2 separate regions of the Sus scrofa genome follow, and region 1 is linked to region 2. Evidence: chromatin contacts called from public HiChIP or PLAC-seq data. All regions are on one chromosome and are shown on one strand. The core of a region is the stretch at or near the end of the contact, and the rest is flanking DNA. Distances in the headings are between cores, read along the strand shown.

Region 1 (5,688 bases), core at 1,601-4,100, 110 kb before region 2:
TCAGCTCAGGCTGCTATAACAAAATCCCACAGACTGGGTGATTTCAACAACAGACATTTGTCTCTCAGTTCTGGAGGCTGGAAGTCCAGCATCAAAGCACTGGCAGATTCTGTGTCTGGTGAGGACCGGTTTCTGGGCTTGTAGACAGCTACTCTCTCACTGTGTGTTCATATAGCCTACACTTGAGGGCAGCGGGGAGAGAGAGCGACAGAGACAGAGATGGATTTCTCTCTTATTCTCTTGTAAGGCCACTAATCACACATGGGGGCCCAACCCTCATCTAACCCTAATAACTTCTCCAAGGCCCTGCCTCCAGATACATCACACTGGGAGTTAGGACTTTAACATACAAATTTTTTTTTTTTTTTTTTTTGTGGGGGAACACAAACATTCAGTTCCTAATGCTCACCTCATAAGGGGCTACAAGAAAACAAGGCAATGACTTTTGGAAAATAGAGTAAAATAAAAAATCCACAGCCGAAAACAAAGAAAAGCATTGGCTTCCTAAAGCAATCTGAATATGCACACATTATAAATTCTCTAAAGACGTTCATTTTTGCTGGAATGGAAATGAGATATGTTGCTTTTCATTGTCAATCAAAATATCCATCATTAGTGATGCACACCCACTGAGCAACCCGAAGCAGGGAGGGGGGCTGCACCAGCCCCTCAGGGCATGTGAAGGGCATCTACAGGCCCTGCCTCAGCCTCTGCAGCCAGGCTCCCTTGGCACAACACTTAGAGCTCCCTTCTGCAGAGATACACGTTCACCAGGGGGCCTGGGCTGGGAGCTTGATTAAGGAGGAGAAAAAGTGTTCAATTGACTGGCTCAGAGGCAGTTTCTCACTTCAGCTGGTCCTAGAGAAGCATGCACCAGAGTGACCAGCTCCCATGAGAAGGTGTACCCCCGGAGGTCACCAGAGTGGACCTGGCCTGATCGGCTGGCCCTGAAAAATCCTCCAGCACGAAACAGGAAAGGGAAAGAGGAAACAAACCCGACCCAGCGATGGGGCCACGCTAAGCCAAGATGGTCCTGGCTGGGGAGGGCGCCACCAAGATGTACGGAACAAACGACAAGCTTGCAGTTGCCGCCAAGCTGTCATGGGTGTGAGCATTCTGTCCTTCTGGTGACTGTGAGAGCCACTCAAGGGACATCCTTGGGATTTTATGCATATGGATTATGGATGGGGTGGGGGGTGGTTTGGGGGCTTCTGTTTGAGTTTTTTTTTTTTTTTTTTTTAAATGGAACAAAAAATGCCACTAGCCTTGCCTGCGAAGCCATCAGAAGTTGGTTATGCTGGCAGGAATGGGATCCCAGAATAGGAACCAGCTGGAGATTCATATGGAGAAAAACAAAGGTCCTGGTGACTTATTTTTTTCTTCTAGTATGTTAGCACAACAAACAAACAAAAGGGGGGAAATGCTTCAATACACTATTGAGAGACAAAAACTAAAAGGCGTGTAGAGTCAAAGGGACCGGTTTGCTTTCTTCGCTCCTGCAGAATTAGAAAGAATTGCAACAGTCATGACAACGAGGAATAACTGGCTCCTGTCCATCCATCTCAAGGGGAAAAGCATAAATAGCGCCATCAGGCAAGATGGCAGGGCCAAGCAGAAAGGCAGTGGGTGGGTTCCATCGTTGCATGGATCACCTCAATGACTTAGGGCTTTTTCTGACCACGGAGAGGGGAGCCACCCCCAGCTGCATTCTAGGGGCTACCAGAGACATTTTACACTCCATTCCTCCCTGGGCACCTCCCTTCCCTGCCCAGTTGGGCACATGAATCCCCAGCAGGGAACCTGGCCCCAGGCAGTAGTAGACGGATGGTGGTCATCGGTTTCTGGGACTTCAAGTTAGAAGAAAGGAAGGGTGAAGACAGGAATAGTGGTGGGAATGCTACCCTTGGGGGCGTGTGGATTTTTTATGCACTCTATCTGGCATTGGAAGGACTTCAGACTGTTTCAAATTATCTATGAATAAATTTCCCTTTGGATCGTCAGGCAACCAGGCAGAAGTGGAAGATGCCTCCTCAGCCAGCAGAGCCCCTCCAGGAAAATCGCTGCCAGACGTGGGGAATTTGGCTCCAGTTTGGGTCTTAACAGCCAAGGCTCGGGCTTAAGGATCTGAAATGAGGGTTCTAATAGCAACCAGGTGGACTGAGAGGGGGACCAAAAAGCCAGAGCCCACCGAAGGCCAGACCTGAGCCGACATCTGATCCAAGGAAAGCACCAGAAAAAAAAAAAATCCTAATATTGGATGAAACCATCCTGCAATAGGAAAGATGGGGAAGCTCACCCCTAAGGAGAAAAACACATATTTAAAAAAGATTTACTGCAGGAAACGGAAGTGAATTGTAGAAAGCCTTTATGTTGGGTTCACAATATAAGCCAAGGCAATGTGATCCTAAAATGAGGTAAACATGAGATGATAAATGTCATTGGATTGTAAGGAAAGGGAGCGGGCAGAGATGAGGCAGAAAGAGTAAAGGAGGCAGGTGTGCCTAGAAAGATCCTGAGGGAACTAAAAATATACCCAAAGAATGGACATTGACACTGGAAGCAGCAGAAAACAGAATAGAAAGAGTAGAACTTTGAATCAGTGATGTGCAGGAATATGGCAGAATCTGGTGGTTGTTGGCCAAGAGCCATACTCTCCACCTCTTCCATGTGAACAGAACCTATATTACCTTCTCTCTCCTGAGCCCTGTGTGCTTTGGGGGGAAGGGGGGCAGGCCCTGGCCCCTCCAAGCCCCAGGAGGTGACTCTTGGTTGGTCTAAGCCAACCACCAGGGTGTCATTCCCCCTCATCAATGATTGTCTTAAGCTTGGTCATGGATGCCCAGCTGGCCAGTGACTCATGAGGTGGCCTCTGTGGGGGACTATTGGGGAGAGTCCCCTTATTCTTACTAAAGAGTCCCATGGGAAGGCCTGCCCCGCTCTTCTGCTGGACAGTCCCTGTTCTGCATGTGATGCCTAGAACTACACCCTCCATCCATCCACCAAAGATGGTGGAGAAGGGAAGGACCTGGTCTGAGCTGCTGTGTCACCGAATTAGCTAATCCTGAAATGGTCTACCTCTGACCTTCTTGTTCAGAGATCACAGAGGCCCTGATTGTTTGAGTCACTGGTAAGGGGATTTCCTATTCCCTGTCACTAAAAACACCTACGTAGGATAAGTTTGGGGCTCTCCCCTAAGCGCCAGGAGGAAAGGATACATGCGGAGAAGGTGAGACGGATGAATGACAGAAAAGTGAGTCAAGTAATGAGTGATGGATGGTCCTGAGGAAGAAACCAGAGCAAAACCCAGAACAACTCAACCAAAGCTGAGAAGAGATCCTGATCTGCAAACTGAAGACGGCGCCCTGCCTTGGGTCAGCGCCTCAGACAGATCCATAAGCAGAAGACAGTGACACACTGGGAAAAGGACAAAGGACACGGACAGAAGCCACAGGAAAATGTTGTTCAGATGGCCCAGGTACTTGTGAAAAGATTCTTGGCCTCCTCTGAAGGAAGAGACAGGTGAATGGGAACCATTAGGTTGGTAGAGACCGGACGTGAGAGAGCATCCTGTGGGCAGGGTGAGGCAGCGGGGATGTTCCTGTGCTGCTGGTGGGAAAGCCAGGGGCTTCACCCACACGGGGGAGGCTGGGTGTTAACATTTGTCAACATGGCCAACGTACGCCTGCCTCCTAGAACTTATCCCACAGAGACATGCATGATGATGGATAAGACTGCACAGGCAACTTATCCCTAAAAGCAGGACATTGGCAACAACCTCAAGTCCATTCGTAAAGGGCTGGTTCCATAAATTACACTCCATTAAAAAGCAGAAAACTTTCTATGTACTGGTGTGGCTAGATTTCCCAGATACGGTGTTATATTTAAAAAGCAGGATGTGGAGTTCCCACTGTGACGCAATGGGATCGGTGGTGTCTTGGGAGCACTGGGATGCAGGTTTGATCCCTGGGCCTAGCACAGTGGGTTAAGGATCTGGTATTGCCACAACTGTGGCTTAGGTTGCAACTGCCACTCAGATCCGATCCCTGGGCCAGGAATTCCATATGCTGTGGGGCAGTCGAAACAGAAAAAAAAAAAAGAAAAAGAAAAAGCGTGATGTGAATAGCATACTGCTATTTATGTAAAAGGTGGAAAAAAAGGAATACACCCACACACACATGCCCCCTCCACATACACGTATTAGTATTTGTTTGTTGTTAGGGATTGAATTGTACCCCCTTCCCATTCATATGTTGAAGCCCTAACCCCCTAAGGTGACTGTATTGGGAGAAACGGTCTTTAAGGAGGTAAATTTAAAGCAGATCATGAGAGTGGGGCCCAAACCATTATGACTGGTATCCTTATAAGAAAAGGAAACCCCCAGGGATGCACATGCCCAAAGGCCATGAGAAGACAGTGAGAAGACAGCTGTCTCCAAGCCAAGGAGAGAGGCCTCAGGAAAAACAAACCCTGCCCATGCCTTAGTCTCAGACGTTAGCCTCCTGAATTGTAAGAGAGTACATTTCTGTTGTTCAAGCCCCCCATTCTGTGACATTTTATTATGGCAACCCTAGAGACTTGTATAAGCACAAAACATCTCTAAAAAAAGTAAAAAGGAGGCGTTCCTGCTGCGACACAGTGGGTTAATAATTGGCTCCTCTCTGTGGCATTGCCAATTCGATCCCTGACCTAGCGCAGTGGGTTACAGATCCAACATTGCTACAGCTGTGGCATAGGTCACAGATGTGGCTCAAATTCGATCCCTGGCCTGGGAAGTTTCCGTACACCGTGGGTGTGGCCAAAAATGGAAAAAAACTTAAAAAAAAAAAAGAAAGAAAGAAAGAAAAGAAGACGTTCCCATTGTGGCTCATCAGAAATGAATCCAACTAGTATCCATGAGGATGCAGGTTTGATCCCTGGCCTTGCTCAGTGGGTTAAGGATCCGTCTTTGCTGTGAGCTATGGTCTAGGTCACAGATGCAGCTTGGACTCCATGTTGCTGTGGCTGTGGTGTAGGCAGGCAGCTATAGCTCCGATTTGACCCCTAGCCTGGGAACTCCATATGTGGCCCTAAAAAGAAAAGAATAAAATAAATAAATAAACTAATAAAGTTTGCCTGTGACGAGGGGAACTGGGTGTCTGGGGATAAAGGCAAGAGAAATACTTTCTCACCATATATCCTTCTTGCTACCTTTCATATTTAAAAAATAAAGATAAATTACCAGTTTTTTTTTTTAAACTACTTAGAACAAAAATATTTTTCTTAATATAATAAAGATGTTTTATCATAAGCATCACAGGTGGCATTATATTAAATGGTGAAGCCATGGAGGCATTCCCATTAAAAATCAGGAGCAAGACAAGAATGCCTGGTAGTGCTGCATTACTGAATGTTCTGGATAAGCCAAATAAGCCAATGCAATAAGACAGGAATATTAGAAAGGGGATCAAGTAAGGGAAAGGAAGACACGTTTATCATTATTTGCAGATGATAGTGTTTATGACTATTATCACTTGGCTATTTGATGGTGCAAGGCACCTTTTATATATTCTTGTGATTTAGGTCCATTTTGAAGATCTTCTGTCATTCATTTAAGCACAGATATTAGGAGGCGAATATAGACAACATTTAAACTTAAGCAGGTCTGAATCTTATTTTTGTGTTCAGTGCAATCATCCTTATTGGGGGTGG
Region 2 (5,744 bases), core at 197-2,696:
CCTGTCCCTGGAGGAGGGCCCTGAGCTGCCTCCACTAAGCAGTGGCCTTGACCATGTTACAACATCTTCCCATCTTATCCTTGTCCTTGAGGGGCCTCTGGAACCCCAGACTGTGAGCGCAATGAGGGAGACATTAAGCAGCCTTGGAACATGTTCTTGAGAGAGGGGATTCTATGCAAACATGCATGCCTGGGGGGTACATCGCTGGCACCAGGAAGATTCAACTTTGCTTTCCAGTCACAACTCTAATCTGTCCACTTTGAAGGAAACATGGGCGGGGCTTCCCAACACGTGCAGTTATGGTGCCAGTGAATCCTCGACCTTGGCGGTGCCCCTGGGGTCCTTCTGCAAGAAGCCACCTCTGAGGCACACAAGCAGCTGATGGCCTCCAGCTATAGTGTTCCAGCTGCAGCCAGGCCCTTCCCGGTGCCCAGCCGGTGGGAGCTAGATGGGATGGGACCCCTTCCATGGGTCTTGGCTCTTGGTTGACCAAGACTTAGTCCCTGCTGGGTCCTGCTTCTGGTCCCTTTGTCTTTGCCGGTGTCACCCCTGATGGGCCTCATGCTCTCTGAACTCCATCTCAGTGTCTCCTTGGGGACCAGGTAGCATGCATGCCTCTGAGAAGCGAGCAAGGTCATTCTCTTGCACTTGGAATATTTCCAAGGGTCTTTTGGCTGCCAAAGGTTTTCTCCTTCCCTGGGGATGTTGGAACCCCAGCCTGCCTCTTGTACGCAGGGGGCTCCATGAGGCCCAGCCAGGGAGGAAGAGGAAGTTGGTGGGGCGCACGGGCTGTGGGCCCCCAAGCGCACCCCGGTTTTCCTCAGACCCCGGCAGAAAGAGGTGCTACTTTCCTCTAAATCCTGCCCCAGCCCTTTGGGAGTTCTAACCCCCAAATAAAGACTGGAGGCCAGTGTGCCCCGCTGCCCAGGCTCAGGATGCTGCCTGCAAAAGGTCCTTCCATCGACTGCCCTCCTCCCAGCCCCCCTTCCCGATCCCGATGCATCAGGCAAGCCCCCAGAGGGGCAGATGTCCCTCTCTAAGGCCCCTGGGAGGGGAAGGGCACGGCGCTGGAAAGAGCCTGTCCCTAATTTCTCTAAGCATCTGCAAAACGGGCACAGGGTCTCACCTCCCTGGTGGCTGGGACCGTAAAGCTTCTGCTGCAATTGAATTGAGCAGGGACCCTGGTGGGGGCAGCTCAGGGCGTCGTCCGTCTCTCGCAGGGGCAGGAACACTTCCCACGCTCAAGGGCTGGCTCTGGCCCACAAACACTCGTCCCGACTCCCTTCGCCTCCGCCTCTTCTGCTGTCACCCCTGCCAATCGCAGGCCTCACATCCAACCTGGAAGCCTCCCCTCCCCCATCCCCAACAGATACTCCGTCCACTGTCCCGTCTCCTCTCCCCAGAGTAGCCACAAGAACAGCAGCCGTGGCGGCTGATGCGTACACAGAGCACTCACTGCCTGCAGACGGCCCGGCCCCGCTGTCAGCATCTTACGCATTTAATCTTCCCAATGACTGTGAGGTGGCTGGTGACAAATTCTAACGAGGAAGCAGGATCTGGCTGAAATCCAGAGGCGGTGGGGTGGAAGGCAGCTTGCCACATGGCCAACACAGCTCAACCCTCGTAGCTTCCTGGAGAATCCTTGAAAACAAACCCATTTCTTTTTTGAGTCGTACCTGCAGCACATGTTACTTCCCAGGATAAGGGTCAAACTGGAGCTGCTGCTGCCGACCTACACCACAGCCATAGCAATGCGGGATCCTTAACCTACTGAGTGAGGCCAGGGATCGAACGCTCATCTTCATGGATACTAGCTGGGTGTGTAACACACTGAGCCACAACAGGAACTCCCAAACCGATTTCTTTTGAGGCCTCTTCTTAGCCTTCCTAGGGCCGAAAGCCCAGGGAGCCCTCCCACCAGCTGCCCGTGATCAAATCAGTTTACTCACGTTAACAAGCAGATAGGCTTCACCGGATCAGCTGAAGCTTCTCCTCCTCCCTCCTAGCCTAGCGAACACATTCTTGTCTTCCCTCCTTGCCTTGTCCCACTTGTGACTCGTGCACAGGCGAGTAAACCATGTCTTGGCCGAATTAAACATCCTCTCTCTGAGGCACTCCTCACAGCTGTATCACGGTCCCATTTTACAGATGGGGAAACGGAGGCACAGAGGGTTCAAATGACTTGGCCAGGGTCACGTGGCCATTAAGTGGCAGCTGGCTCCACAGTGACCCCTCACTCGCACGTCATAGGGCCCCTCACCTGCCCCATAAGTGGTCTGGCCTCGACCCCATCCCAGGGGCAAGGGGGCTCTGTCTTGGCCTTCTCTACTGTGCCAGCTCCCCATACTGGCCCCGCACTGGTCTCCTAGCCTGTTTCTCCCTCAATCCATCCAGCGATCTTGCAAGCCAACAAGCCCCCAACTTCATAAAACCAGCAAATTACCTTACTGGGCGTTATTTGTTCCCTCTCAGAAATCCTGTCCTCCCGCCCCCCCCCCCCCCCCCCGCCGGTGTCCTCCTCCAACCTCTGCCCATACAGGTTTCTTCCACTCGGTCCATCCTTTCTTTAAGAACCACCACCTCCAAGAAGCCACCCTGATTACTCCAGTTCAGTTGTCACAGTGTCTGTGTCACCTGGTCCCAGAAGCCAACCCTAGTGTCTTGGGGACCTGCTGGCCAGATGCAAGTGAAGTGGCCAGGGTCTAGCTCCAACCTGGGGCATCACCCCCACCACCATAGTGAGCGCTGCAAGTCACTGGCATCACAAGCACCTGGGCTGCTAGATGAAAACCGATTCCCAGGCCCCGCCCTGGACCTACCAAATCATGCATATCCTCTAGGCAGAGCCCAGGAATCTGCATTTTGACCAACTTCACACCATCCTAAGCCAACAGCTGTTGTGCACTTCACAAATCACGTTCTATTTTCCTACTGAATCTGATTCTCATGGTGTCAGTTCAGCTCAACGTGGTGGCCAGAGGGTTCAGTCAACAACAGGGTTGGGAAGAGGAAGACAAGAGCTTTGCTCTTGAGAAGTTCTGTCCAGTAGTTTGTGGTGTGTCAGTAAATACCCAGAGAAGAGAGGAGCTGAGAAGGGATGAACCCTTTGGGGGCTGAGAGGTCTCCTTACACCCTGCGAACATCCTTGTATGGGGGCTGTGCCGCTAACCCTCAGCAAAGACAGAAGTGCCAAGTGGTACCAATTCTGAGGCCATGGAGACAGGGGGCTGGCAGAAATGACCATGTGGGCCGACACTTGTACCCCACCCCCACATCACTCTGGCCTCACTACAGCTGACCACCCTTGGTGGCTGTTGTGGCCAGCACACCCGACCCATCCTGGATTCTAGGTGGGGGCTGGCCTGCACCCTGGATGGAGGGAGGCCCCACCCAGGATAAAACCCTTTGCTGGCCCAACACTGCCACCTGCCTGCCAGCATCAGTAGTGCAGCCCAGGGGCCAGGCTGAGCCTCCTGGGCCTCCAAAGCCTGCTGATTGTTTTTGCCTCATGGCACAGGCTCACAGGGTAAACTGAGAGCTAGGGAGGCTGGGCAGAGTCCCTGAGGATGCAGACCCCCCACCCTCACCCCTCAGGCTCACAGCCTGGGGTGTGAACATCTGATACTTTCCTCATGGGTGTGAAAATCATTACTCTTACCGTGGGTTGTAATTATTCACTGTTGGCACGGTGACATCCTCACCGTGGGTGTGAACATTTGCCTGCAAAGGGGACCAGCCCGGCAAGTCAGGGGATGTGCCTGTGTCCCCTGCAGGGTTACATTCCCACCGGTCCCCACCGCCCCAGTCCCCTGCCCCCCTGGGTTGTCTGGTCCAAGGTAGAGAAGGAGCCTCTGTAACACGAGTATAATTCGTTTTTTAATGAGAACAACGTGTGTAAATGACAGGACGCCACCGCCGTGCGCAGATGGCGGTCACAGAACACCCATCAAATTCATTCTGCCCAAGGAAGGGAGGGAGGGAGGACGCAGGGGGGCTCGTGAGCTGGCAGCCCCCGCCCCCTCGGTCCTGCAGAAGATGGGGTCACCGGCTGTCGGCCTGCACACACCTCTTGAACGGGAAGCAGAGATCGAAAGCACAGCAGCAATAATACTGGGTAAGTCCTTCCTCGCGTAAAACATCTGAATTAATTCATTGAAGGTATCAAAAATATACCCTGTAAACCAGTACATCATTTACACCTGCCTTTCCTTCCCACCGCTGCGGCAACGATGTGTGAAAAAAAAACAGTCCAGTTCCTCGGAGCATCCGCTCGCCCCAGGCGGCACCCGCCCTTTCGCCCGCCCGTGCCTGCCTTGGTTCCCAGCAGTCTCGTTGGCTGGGGCAGCCCGTGGGGACCGGGACAAGAGCGCTGGGGCCTGGACAGGCCTGTGTCCGTCTGTCCAGAGTGCTAAGCGGGATGGAGGCAGAGGGAGGGTGCGGGGGCTTCTAGCTCGGTTTAGACTTTGGTTCCAAATGCGTTAAGGGGGGAGGCAGTGGCATGGGAGGTGCATGGGTCGTCCTGCTTTGGGTCCCTGGCCGCCCCGGCTGCATGCTTGTGGCCACCACACGCCGCCAGCGCCCCCTCCCCGGCCCCTCCCCTCCCGAGCACCAGGTAAACATCCCCTGAGTAAGGTCACTGCACAGGGCCAGCCAGGGCGGGAGTCGTAGTTAAGGCTTTAGACGGGCAAGGATGCCGGCTGTGGACGGATGGACGGACAGACGGGCGCACAGGCAGACTCAGGGGCTCCTTCCTCGGCGGGGGGAGTCGGCAGCCGCCCTGCTCCTCGGTCCGCTGCTCCGGCCGCTCGCTGGGCCCTGGTGCGGCCCCCACCCCGCTCTGACCATCACTCGCTGTCAGAGAGCGTCTCATACTGCGAGCAGAGCAGCGGCTTGGGCTCCTCATCCCAGGCGTGATGGGGGCCGGCCAGGGGCCCGCTGCCCGTGGGGAGGCCAGGCGGGGGCGGGGAGGCCATGACCCCCGCCTGCAACCGCATGATCAGGGGGTTGTAGGGGAAAGGTGTGGAACCTGCCGGAGAGATGGCGAGAGACGCCCAGGAGGCCCTGTGAGCCAGGCGGCCCCAGGGGCTCACCCACCTACCTTTCCTCGGCCATACCAGGCGCCTTCTGACTCTGCCGCCAGTCCCTGCCTCCACTCCCACTGGTACGCCCCCTGCCGCCTGCTGCCTGGACCAGCAGGTGCTCCTTCGCTGTTCCCGCCCTTGCCCTCTGGGCCTCTTCTGAGCCAAAGGATCTCTCGAACCTGGGGTAGACCCCACACCTAACCCCGCTTAAAACTCTAGGGACCTCCTCGCGCTCACAGAGAAAATGGGGGGCTCCCCAGGGATCCCCTGAGCCTGAGATGCGCTTCTGTTCATGACCCTCTCTTGTCACCTCCCAAGTCCTTCATCCTCCTCTCATCACGCCCTCCCCCTACCTGCCATCTGCGAGCTGCCCAGGGCCCTGGGGTTTTCTCAGGATAAGCCTGATCAGCGCTCTGCACCCAGTAGGTTCCCAGGCAGCTGGCAGGCCCCTTGCCCACCCCGGGTGCCCACCTGCGGATGAGGGCCGGTCCTCCCACACGCGGTTGGTGAGCGGCGTCCGGCGGTTGCAGTCTCCCTCTGAGTGCACGGAGGAGACGGAGGGCGGCCGGTCCCCAGACGCCAGGCCTGGGGCCGGAGACTTGGCTTTTCGGCTGCTGGGTCTGCCAGAGACTTTGGCCTTCCCGCCGCCACCTGCTGGGGGAC

The links. HiChIP or PLAC-seq counts read pairs in DNA pulled down with a chosen protein or histone mark.
Region 1: a contact with region 2 is called in an H3K27ac HiChIP or PLAC-seq map of alveolar macrophages, with 9 times the contacts expected there. The contact joins two enhancer-like sites. A contact is called at or near these places in 1 of 5 promoter capture datasets (liver), 14 of 47 Hi-C or Micro-C datasets (alveolar macrophages, blood, epiblast stem cells and 7 more) and 2 of 2 datasets of contacts at active chromatin or transcription factors (alveolar macrophages and skeletal muscle).

What each region holds. Positions count from the first base shown.
Region 1 is chr14:28,932,808-28,938,495 of Sscrofa11.1, reverse strand. The region is part of intron 2 of LOC110256597 (a long non-coding RNA gene); the gene reads right to left. Among named protein-coding and RNA genes, the nearest start is that of RFLNA, 94 kb to the right of the region's middle. Within about 2 kb of position 2,850, at least 3 of the 83 cell types and tissues checked have an H3K27ac peak or open chromatin away from gene starts, as enhancers often do. A contact at or near this core is called in alveolar macrophages, where this site is marked.
Region 2 is chr14:28,817,518-28,823,261 of Sscrofa11.1, reverse strand. It overlaps NCOR2 (nuclear receptor corepressor 2), which reads right to left. Exons shown (of 49, transcript NM_001044576.1): 48 at 5,553-5,732; 49 at 3,858-5,026. The coding sequence ends at 4,845. Among named protein-coding and RNA genes, the nearest start is that of RFLNA, 21 kb to the left of the region's middle. Within about 2 kb of position 1,446, at least 4 of the 83 cell types and tissues checked have an H3K27ac peak or open chromatin away from gene starts, as enhancers often do. A contact at or near this core is called in alveolar macrophages, where this site is marked.